3 separate regions of the Mus musculus genome follow, and regions 1 and 2 are each linked to region 3. Evidence: chromatin contacts called from public HiChIP or PLAC-seq and promoter capture Hi-C data. All regions are on one chromosome and are shown on one strand. Each heading gives the region's core, a stretch centred on a gene start, on an enhancer-like site or on the middle of the called end of the contact. The rest is flanking DNA. Distances are from core to core; before and after follow the strand shown. Region 1 holds the start of Otof (otoferlin). Region 2 overlaps Hadha (hydroxyacyl-CoA dehydrogenase trifunctional multienzyme complex subunit alpha). Region 3 holds the start of Drc1 (dynein regulatory complex subunit 1).

What was found. HiChIP or PLAC-seq counts read pairs in DNA pulled down with a chosen protein or histone mark. Capture Hi-C pulls out chosen DNA fragments and counts their contacts.
Region 1: a promoter capture Hi-C map of adipose tissue shows a contact between it and region 3. The contact joins the promoter of Otof here to the promoter of Drc1 in region 3. A contact is called at or near these places in 13 of 39 promoter capture datasets (the 3T3-L1 cell line, 3T3-L1-derived adipocytes, the C10 cell line and 7 more), 1 of 115 datasets of contacts at active chromatin or transcription factors (embryonic stem cells) and 4 of 9 other capture datasets (adipose tissue, liver, macrophages and 1 more).
Region 2: an HNF4G HiChIP or PLAC-seq map of pancreatic cancer cells shows a contact between it and region 3. The contact joins the enhancer-like site here to the promoter of Drc1 in region 3. A contact is called at or near these places in 5 of 39 promoter capture datasets (embryonic stem cells, liver, stem cell-derived epiblast-like cells and 1 more), 1 of 115 datasets of contacts at active chromatin or transcription factors (pancreatic cancer cells) and 2 of 9 other capture datasets (adipose tissue and pancreatic islet).

The regions. Positions count from the first base shown.
Region 1 is chr5:30,460,197-30,463,761 of GRCm38.p6, forward strand. It overlaps Otof (otoferlin), which reads right to left and starts at 1,736. Exons shown (of 47, transcript NM_001286421.1): 1 at 1,524-1,736. The coding sequence starts at 1,602.
Region 2 is chr5:30,124,823-30,128,401 of GRCm38.p6, forward strand. Hadha (hydroxyacyl-CoA dehydrogenase trifunctional multienzyme complex subunit alpha) reads right to left here. Exons shown (of 20, transcript NM_178878.3): 13 at 1,743-1,914. Among named protein-coding and RNA genes, the nearest start is that of 3110082J24Rik, 21 kb to the left of the region's middle. Within about 2 kb of position 2,144, at least 45 of the 459 cell types and tissues checked have an H3K27ac peak or open chromatin away from gene starts, as enhancers often do. A contact at or near this core is called in pancreatic cancer cells, where this site is marked.
Region 3 is chr5:30,279,617-30,282,953 of GRCm38.p6, forward strand. Drc1 (dynein regulatory complex subunit 1) reads left to right here and starts at 1,777. Exons shown (of 17, transcript NM_001033460.4): 1 at 1,777-1,990. The coding sequence starts at 1,836.

The sequences.
Region 1 (3,565 bases), core at 486-2,985, 180 kb after region 3:
GGAGACAGGCCCTGCTTGGTCGGGTCTGTGGTGTTACAACTGTAGCCACCAAGTAACCTAGGGCTAAGAATCAGGCCCAGGGCTGTGTGTGGAACCCAGGGATGTACTTGTTCTAAAGCCAGCACAAGCCAGCACAAGCCAGCAGGTGGCACACAAAGAGCTAGGCTACTGCGGAAAAAGCAGCCACTGGGGTGGCCGGCAATGCAGTAGGTGGTCCAGCCCACTCTCTGGTCACTTCTGCCTGCCTTGCTCCTGCCAGAAGACATGGCTGGAACTTCCACCTGCTCTGTGAACAGCTGGTTGCAGGCAGAGAGCCCAGGGCCTGAGTGGGTGACACAGGGCACCTGGAGACTCCCACTGGGATGTCTACTGACTTGCCCTGTCTCGTAGCTCCCTCCTGGCAGACGTTCAGGGACAGTGTACATCCTGGGTTATATAGTTCCTTCCCTGTGACCCCTGGGGGTGGGAATGGCGCCACATGGGAGAATGGCACCTTGACCCTGGTCAAAGTGGCTAGGCAGGCTGAATTTTGCAGGGGTGGGTGGGCACAGAGATGAGCCCGACCTTGTGTTTCTCTACTTGATCCTTAGGGGCTGCCAGATACCCTGGCCGAAGTCCAGCTTCAGCTCCTTGGCTCTTTGGAGCCCAGCTTCTGTCTCCACTCTGAGCTCCAGCTCACGTAGCCTCTGTCTCTCCTTTCTCCAGCTCTGTTCCCAGCCTTGGGGATCACTGTTCCTAATTCCCCCACGCCATCCTTCCCTTTGCTTGCTCCCTCTGCTGATCTCTCAGCCAGCAGCTGAGCATTGCCTCCTCCTGGAAGCCTTCTCTGACTGCTTGCTCCCAGTCTTGGTTAGGATAATCAGGTCCCCTTCTGCTTGTCATCACATACTTGTGCCTGCCTGCTAACTGTTTCCCCTACCCCACCAGATGTGGCTCTTTAGGACAGGGCCTGCCTTACACTCATCCTCACATTTCTAGCCCTCCAGATTTGGTACACAATAGGTCATAATATACAAGCTGAAGAAAGCTAAGAGGAGTCCACAGAGGAAAGGTCAGAATAATGTTCCTGTCCAGAAACAGAAGGTCTAGAAAAGCCAACAGCATCCTCACCACGCTGGAGGGCAGAGTACCACTGGCTGCCATGGTTTCTACTAGCCACTCTGGTCTTTTCAGGCATAGACTCCTTTTCAGCAGACAGAAGCCAGTCTGGGAGTAGTGGTAGAAAAGGGGTCCCAGGAAGGTGCTAGCCTGGGGCCCTTAGTCCTGGGTCTGTGTGACCACAGGGATGGACCCCTCATTAAGCCAAGAATCTGTACTCTGCCAGGACCCTGGCGGGTTGGCCTAGCGGGGATCATATGAAACTTAAAGGCTAGTCAGGCCAGGGACAGGTGGGCACTCTTAAGAAGCCTTGTAGCTACAGTGCCATCCCTCCTCCTTGTCCTCTCCCGTCCCTATCAGCTCACAGAATATGGGCTGAGCCTGCTTGCAGAACTGGCACCCTCCTGAGACAGGGGCTACCTTACCTCGGAAAGTGACTTTGGCAATCCGGTCACCTTTGCCTCGGAGCTCTGAGACAGTCTTGAGGTGAACAATCAGGGCCATGCTGGTGGGGAGAGCCTGGGCAGTTCCAGAGCAGCGGGAAGAAGCTCGCTGGTGGAGTGTGGCTCACACGCCTCCCTCTTCTCTGGCTGCTGCCGCCTCCTCCTGCTGCTGCCCACAGAGACCAAGGCAACCAAAGCAAGCTGCTCCTTCAGCTCATCAGAGCTGTGCAGCCCCGGCAGCCCCGCCCCTCTGGGTTGTCAGCCCAGCATGTGTGTAGCGCGCGTGTGTGTGTGTGTGTGTGTGTGTGTGTGTGTGTGTGTGTGAGTGAGTGTGTGCAGGAGCCCAGGAACGCATGCTGAATCCATTATTCAGCAGCACCAGCTCCGAGATAAAGCCCTGTCCGGCTTCAGGTGTCTCCTGCCAGCTCCTGGAATGGAAGCTCCTGCCACTTGGCAGGGCAGAGCAAGCTGTGCCACTCAGAGCCAACAGATTGCAGAGGGCATGCAGATGGGCAGATGAGGGGTCAGGCCACTTCTCATGGGGATCTGGAACTTCACTGTCTGAGCTTGAATGGGGCACTGGTCTCTTGGGCAGTATCCACGATGTCTCTTGATGTGTCTAGCTAATCACCAGGGTTGTGGATGCTCAGAAGGCTTGGAGATCATGGACGGGACAGACCTGACTGCTCTGGATAAATCATGCTGTGCCTCAGCCGAGGGCAAAGGAGATGCCTCAGTAGGTAAAGTGTCTGCCACAGGAGCATGAAGATCTGAGTTTAGATTCCAGAGTCTATGGTAAAGACCGGTGCAGGGGCAAGGGCTTCTAACCCAGCTCTGCGGTGGCAGAAAGGTGGAGACAGGAGAACCCCTGGAGTTTAATGGCAGCGGAGCTATCTGAATGGAGAAGCTCCAGGTTTGCTAAAGAGACCCGTCTTTAAATAAACAAGTCAGATAAATAAATAAGGAAGACAACTGAAGTTGACCCTAGGCTTCCACACATAAACATAAACACATCTGTATATCTACACACTACACACACACACACATACACACACACACACACACACACACACACACACACACACACACACACACACACAGTCTGGAGAGCAGCAGCTTCTATAAGGCAGTTTGAAGGAGGTCCCCAAGGACTGGCCCCTATTATATAGGAGCATCAGAAGTGACAATGCATTGATGCCTGGTCCTGCACTGTTTGTGCCCTTGGGATGCTAGGCTCTAATGCTCTGTTCTTGGGTCATAGTTTTGAATTTCAGGCAGCTGGTCCTGAAATGAGAGACTGTGACTAGGGAAGCCCTAATGAGAGGTCACAGGGGCTACTGTGCTAGGTAGGAAACTTGTAAGAGTCAGGGCACCAACCTACCCATCCCAGGCTGGAGACAAAGAACTGGAGGAGGCGACACTATTGATGAGTAGTTTTCAGTGAGAGGACAACCATCTTGCTCCCTGCTCTAGTCAGTGGCTAGAGGTAGCAGAGGGATATCTGTAGAGGGATATCCAAGGAACAGCAGAAGTCTGCTCTTTCGGGAAGGGCTTGTAGGGAAAGGAGTGCTGGGGGCTGGATTCTAAGCCGTTGCTTTTGCGGCTCACTCTTGGTAGGGGTCCCCCATCTTGTCCCTGCCTCCTGGTCTCAGCGGCTTATCCCCAGGGGTGACTCTGCACCCTCACTCAGGTGGACTTTGGGACCCCCTTTCAGTGGCTCCTGATCCAGGTATCACTGGCCTGGGGTTGCTACATGGATCTCCCCCACTGATGCTTTTCACTCGAGATCTTCACAGGGCATCTAGTGTTCAAGACATGGCAAGATGTCCAACTAATACTGACAGGGCTTGGAAGCTCAGGGGCCTGTCTAAGAGAGTCTTCAGGCTTTGGGCTGGTGGGATGGCTCAGCAGGTAAGGGCTCCTACGGCTCAGCCTGGCGACTGGAGTTTGATCCCTGGGACACACATGGTAGACAAGGATAAACTGCTCTTCTGTGGGCTGTAGTACATGCCCTTCTGGGGGTG
Region 2 (3,579 bases), core at 894-3,393, 150 kb before region 3:
GCATAAACTGGGCACAGTGCTGCATGCTAGTAATCCCAGCACTTCGGAAGAGGCAGCAGGATCTGAAACTCAAGGTTATCCTTGGCTACATAGTGAGTTCAAGGCCAGCCTGGGAGGTATATTTATCTTCTACTCTAGGAGAGCAAATACTTATCTCCCAAGATGGCTGGCAACACTCTCGCTGCTCCTTGGTCATGCATGCCTTTCTTCCTAGGAAGAAGGAGTCTATTTCCCACGCTCTAAATCAGGGCTGGCCATGGCTTGGTTTTACCAACAGAAGCATGGCCGTTGGTCTTGGGCCTTGCTGCAGTTCTGCAGCTACCTCTTTTGCTCTTAGAGAACCTTGCTATGGAGACATTTTGGCCATGGGAGGAATAGGCCCTGAAAGGCTTGGTGTTTAGGGCGCTGTGGTGTTCAAGAGATGCTTCTCAGCAATGTGTACGCTGAGATGTGAGCTAATGACCGAGACAGAAAGACAGGGAAGCATCTACAAACTGTTCCACGGGCTGCAGAGATGGCTCAGTGGTTAAGAGCACTGACTGCTCTTCCAGAGGTCCTGAGTTCAGTTCCCAGCAACCACATGGTGTGGCTCACAACCATATGTAATGGGATCCAATGCTCTCTTCTAGTCTGTGTCTGAAGACAGCTGCAGTATACTCATATAAATAAAAAAATAAAATAAACAAATCTTTAGAGACTGTCCCGTGAAGAATGTCAGGAACAGTCTGTTTAGTTCCATAGGGGGTAAGAGACGACTGATTTAAACTGAACCATTCGTAGACTCAGCTTGGGAGTTTTCTTAAAAGCAGCAAAAGGTCAGGTCTCTCGAGAGGATGGGCAGGATGCTGTGCTGGAGGTCTTCCTCGTGCCTTGGATTTTCCCTCTCTTTATAAAGATGTCTTTATTTATGTATTAAGTGGCCAGGCTGCATGTACACCTGCTCACCAGAAGAGGGCATCAGATCCCATTATGGATGGCCGTGAGACACCACTTAGGTGGCCTTAGTAATCCTGCCTGCTTCACCACAGCTTGCAAAGACAGCCACCAGTGTTGCCAGCTCAGTATCATTTCCCTAGTCTAGTCTAGCTGTGCTCTTTCTCACTCTTGGACTACAGCCATTTCTCCTTTTCTAAACCTTTCTTTCTATCACCCACATGAGGTACGTATTTTGTTCACTGTCATCTCAAGAATGGGCTTTTAGAACACTTGAGCAGGTCCAAAGGAGCGCCACCACAGATAACCATCCAAAACAGCCTGGAGAAAGCTCCCTTGGTTCCCTTTGCTACCGAGATATGAAATCACCTGATTATGGCTCACAGCCAACAACAAGAAATCCCCAAGACACCTGTGTACCCATGAGGCTATTTAGATGGCTGGTAACCTCCCCATTTCCACTCCAATATGGCTAATGAGCCCTGGGCTTAGGAGCATAGGGTACTTAATTAATTTTCTTCCCACAGGATTCATACCTGAGCTTTCTGATATACACAGCATGTGTACACTCACATACAAACTTACATTTGAGGCCTCAAAATTGCTTAGTGGGTAAAGGTACTTACTTACTTGCTGTCAAGCCTGACAACCTGGATTTGATCCCTGGGACCCACATGGTGAGAGGAGAGAAATGAGTCCTGCAAGTTACCCTCTGACTGCCACACATGCTCTATGGCATGCGTCTCCCCTCCGACAAGACCCCTCTGCTTGGTGCCCTCCGGGATTCAAGTGCAACAGCCCTTACTTACGCTTTCCACTTCCTTTAACACTTTGTGCTTTACACCGAGGTCCTCAAACACAGCCTCAATCACCATGTCGGCCTTCTCAAAGCCTTTGTAATCCAGCTGCCCAATCAAGTTGCTGAAGATGGAATCCCTTTCAAATGATGTGAGAGCTTTCTTCTTCACTTTGTCGTTCAGCCTAGAAAGAACACACTCTTAGAACAGAACAGCAGAAGACAGCTGCTGTGTGGCTTTAGGCACCCTGCGACACCCTGTGTGTCATTACCCCCATTTTGAAGAGGTCGAGTTCAAAGGGACTTGGTGCTAAGCGGCTAATGAGGAAGGTGATAGCATCTGATGTCACCTTGGACCCCAGGCACACAGGCTTTCTACCACAAGATGACTGCACATGGCTGTATTACTCATAAGACAGTTGGGAGTGCCAGCAAGAGGTGAGTCATGACCCAAGGAGGAGACTGGCAAGCACAGAGCATGGCTCTTGCCACCGTGTCCCAGACCAGCGAGTGTTAACTGCACCCTTTACGCTGCTCTCTAACACTGTCCCCCTCTCCCCACTACCCAACAACCCCAGCTCGGGTCTCAAACCCAGGGCCTTAGTGAGCACTCTTACACTGAGCGACATCTCCAGACCAAGGTTGTTTTTCAGGCTGTCAATCTACTTTCACTCAGTACACAAGTCTCACACTGAACTTGTCTTTTTCCAGGGAGAACTACAAAGGAGTCTTGTTATAACTGGATCATTTCATCGCCAAGGAATACGAGATTTCTTTTAGGTTCATCTTAACCATACTTTTCAGAATAAATAAGAGAATTTTCCTCTGAATTGAAAACCCATTCACTAACTCCCTTAAGGAAAAGAAAAACTAAAGTCGCAGCTAAGTTCACAGAACTATCCAATAAGGGACTGGAGAAATGACTGAGCAATTCAGAGCACTGGTTGCTCTCCCAAAGGACCTGGGTTCAATTCCTAGCACACTCTTGGCAGTTCACAACTGTCTATAACTCTAGTTCCAGAGAATCCAACACTCTTACACAGACATACATGCAGGCAAAATACCAATGCATAAAAAAATATTTTTTTTCAATAAAGGCTTTAAAACCATGGGCTGCCTTCCTACAGCTAGCTACAACAGGCTGTCTAAGTGCCAACAGCAGTGACTGACTCAATGCCGAGTGACAGTTTCTGAGAAGGGAAAGAAAACATGTCCTAAGACAGCAGTATGGTGATTGGCATTCACCAGGCCTAAGATGAGAAAGGGAGTATCTAGAAGAAGTCAGGGATGAGGCTATCTATCCTATGGCAACAGCTCTTCGTGCTGGTGATTGCAGGAGATGCTGGAAGGGGAGGCCTAGGTGTTGGTGCTGGGACAGTGTTGCTGTATACGCTGCTGCCCCCTCCTTTTTATTTTCCATTATAATCTGGCAATATCACCAATCTGCCAGTCCTGGCCAGTAGTGTAGTGGTAGCGCACACACTCCTCCGTAGCTGAGGGAGGACAGTGAGCTCAAGCCACATAATCCACTTAGGACACACATGCCCTCACTCAGCACAAAGTCCCACGAAGGACAGTCTGATGCAGCCAGCTAATCCGTCATGTCTGTGCAGAACACTGGGCTAAAAACAGCCTCAGTGTGGCTGAGCTGACTCCATTTCCACTCAGCCTAACTGGCGGCCTCCGTGTGAGACGGGGCTGTGAGCCATCCTTGGTTTTCATTTTAAGACGTTTGTTTTACCTTTACTTTGCCATGTACTTTGCATGTGGGTGTTCTGCTGCAGATGTGGAGCTGGTCGGCAGGCCTCGGGCATCTGGCTCACTGGCAGGGGCTCTCCTCTGCCAGCACT
Region 3 (3,337 bases), core at 527-3,026:
ATTTGTCTTGCCTGTGCTGACCATTATGAGTTACATCATTATGAACATTGTTTTGTCTAGGCTGCCCATATAACTGCAGTCATCTTGCTTCTGGTGATTCAGTGCTGCCACTGGCCCCTGCTACCTCAGTGCCCAGTTAATCCCATTGCCTTTCATCCATTCAGTTGAGCAGCAGCATCTGCAACCCTAAGGTCTGGCATAAGCAGAGACCACAAAGCCCTTCAGATGTGCTGGTGGCCCTCTCACCAGTTTGCATCTTATAGGATTTATGAAGGGTGTGTCTTCTGGGCTTTCCTATTATAGAGGATTAGGTTTTACACAGCAAACTCATTCTTTTTTTTTTTTTTTTTTTTTCGAGACAGGGTTTCTCTGTAGCCTTGGCTGTCCTGGAACTCACTTTGTAGGCCAGGCTGGCCTCGAACTCAGAAATCCGCCTGCCTCTGCCTCCTGAGTGCTGGGATTAAAGGCGTGTGCCACCACCCCCAGCAGCAAACTCATTCTTGCATTGCAACTTCCCTAAGCCATAAAACCCCTTCATCATCAAGGAATGTCTAGCATGTCTGAGTCCCTAAGTTCAGTCTCCAATGCTACAAAAATAAAACTGTCGAGTGGTTTGCATTAGGGATAGTGTCTTGAAATGTAGCCCTGCTTGGCCTAGAACTTTACAGTCTTCCTATCTCAGCCTCCCAGAGGGCTGATTGTGAACCACTATGTCTGCATGTCTGTGTGTATTATTATTATAAGGGTGGGTATTATTATTATTATTATTTTGGTATAGGGCTTTACATTTCTTATTTTAATTTAGTTTAGAAATGGAGTCTCATTGTGTTCCAGGATGACCTGGAACACAATCCTGAGTTCTGGGATTACAGGAGTGGTGTTTTTGTTTTGTTTTGTGTGTCCTGTCCAAGGTGCTCCAACGAACCAACTGGTGTAGGTAAACCCTTTACCATTGAGCCGTACCACAAGCCCACAGGCATAGTTTTAATTCTTAAAGAGAACATTAAAAAACAACAACAAAAAAAAAACCACTTTTTACACCTATGATTTTGTGTGCCCATATGCCACTGTGGCATGTGAAGGTCAAAGGACAATTTATCAGTACTGGTACTTTTTCCATAGTGTGGGCCTAAAGGATTGAACTCAGTTGGTCACTCTCCTTGGCCATAAACATTGACTGCTGAGCCTTCTCTCTGGCCCCAGGACATTATTTTGTTGACAAGGGGACACACGGTGCCTAAGGCATGATGTCCCCCCCCCCGCCCCCGCAGACTGCTGCTTTGAGAGAGCGGTGGTGTCCTGGGTTCTTCCCCGCCCCCCCCCCCCCAACCATTCTCCTGAACCCACCTCTTTTTCGGTCATGGCTACAGATGATGAGTGTACTTGAGTTCACACTTCCAAAACTGCAATGGGCTGAGGTGGTCTCCCACTCAGCTTAAGGAAAGGACGCCACTGTCTCTAGCTATATAATACAATGCTTTTCATGTTGCAGGTACTCAGTTATTTTGGAGCAAAGTGCCTTTTAGGAATATTCATTTGGTAAGGTGGATGATGAATTGGGCTTTTGAGTCAGAAAGAGATGCGGTGCGGTTTGTTCCATCTGCCTTCGTGGGGTCAAGTCAGCCCCTCCAAACCAACTTCAGGCAAGGGGAATCAAGTCCACATTTGGGATACAAATATACAACTCGTAGTGCCTGACAGAGAAGCTGGGCTGGAGCGCCGCGCGACAGCTAGCCAGAGATGGGTCAGGTGACTGCTTTCCCTTGGCAACGGCTTGTTCCTAGCAACCCGGCTGCTGGTCCAGGCGGAGCTGCCAGTGGGTGGGAGACGCCGCCATGAATCCCTCAGGAACCATTGGGGTCCTAGAGCAGAATGGGGAAGAACACTTAGCCACCCCGATTCTCGGACCCTCGGTGCATTCGGATAACCCGCAGGAGCGGATCCAGGCCCGGCGCCTGCGCATCGCTGCTCGTCAGGAAGCCCGAAGGCGGTGAGCTGGGTGGCCGGGTGGTGCGATGGGGAGCCCAGAGTGCCCTGCAGGGAGCTGGGGCCGGGCTGGGTGGGAGCTCCATGGTAAGGTGTGTGTGTGTGTGTGTGTGTGTGTGTGTGTGTGTGTGTGCGCGCGCGCGCCCTGGGTGTAAACAGAAAAACTTTTCTTCTAGAACATTCAAGCAGTGAGTTTTGGGACAGCTAGGGCTACATAATGAGACCCTGTCCCAATATTTGAAAATAAAAATAAAAAAGTTCTAGGTCAGATTTATTCCAGAGGCTAGAGTTTGTTGACGAGATGTAATGGACCGCGATCTGTGAAAGAGTCGGTTATCCCCATTCTACTGAGAATACCTTATCACAGCCAGTGAGCATATGTGATTGTGTGTTCCACACAGATATGAGCATCTTGATCCATTTTAAAATTAAAAAATAAAATAAAATAAAGCCAGGTTAGTGGCTTATGCCTTTAATCTCAGTACTGGAGTGGCAGAGGCAGGCAAATCTCTTTGAGATCAAGGCTAGCCTAGTCTACGTAGGAAGGCCTTGACACCTCAAAATAAAAATAAAATAAGAGTAAAAGCTTTCATTTCACTTAGTGGCCACACTCCCTGGGCCCAAGGCCATGTCGACGGATCTACTGTAGCAAAGGCGGGGTGGCTGCTTGCTTGTGCTTGCGGACATTGATGATCATTGTCTAGAATCCATCCAGGTACTGCAAGTGCCAGACCTGTGAATTAAGAGGGGATGTGATAGGAGCCACCACACTTGCATTCCCACCATGTTCCCTAGGCTTTGGTGTCTTTATTAGCTTAGGTAAAGTTTAAGGGACATCCACTAGTCACCAGACTTCATGTGACAGTTGTTCAACTTCTAAGTCGTTCATTCCACTTTTACTTTTGGTGGTCTACAGACCCAGCAGAAGTACAAGATGGAGGTCTGTGTGCCTCCATCCTAGTTGGGCAAGGCTGTGATCATGGTTAGCATCTCTTGTTGTCATGGTAACTCAGATCTGTTTTTAATTGTCCTAACACTGTCTGGGTATCCCCTTCCCTGACAGTTCCCTGATGACCTTCAATCCCCTTGGGGAAAGGCTAGGAGCCTCACTACATTATGTATTTGCATTGTGTTCTCTGTTCTTCCTCCTGGGATCCCTGCCACCTCTTTGGTTAGGAGGTTCTGGGATGAGAACTGGGGTTGGTTCAGGAACTGGGCAAGGCAGAAGCATCCTTAGTAAGCTTGTCTGTTGCTGCTGTTTGGCTAACAGATGAACTGGACTCTTATCTGCTCTTCTACTTGTCTCCAAGTGATGCCACATTTATCCATCTCCAAAGCTGTCCGAGGATCA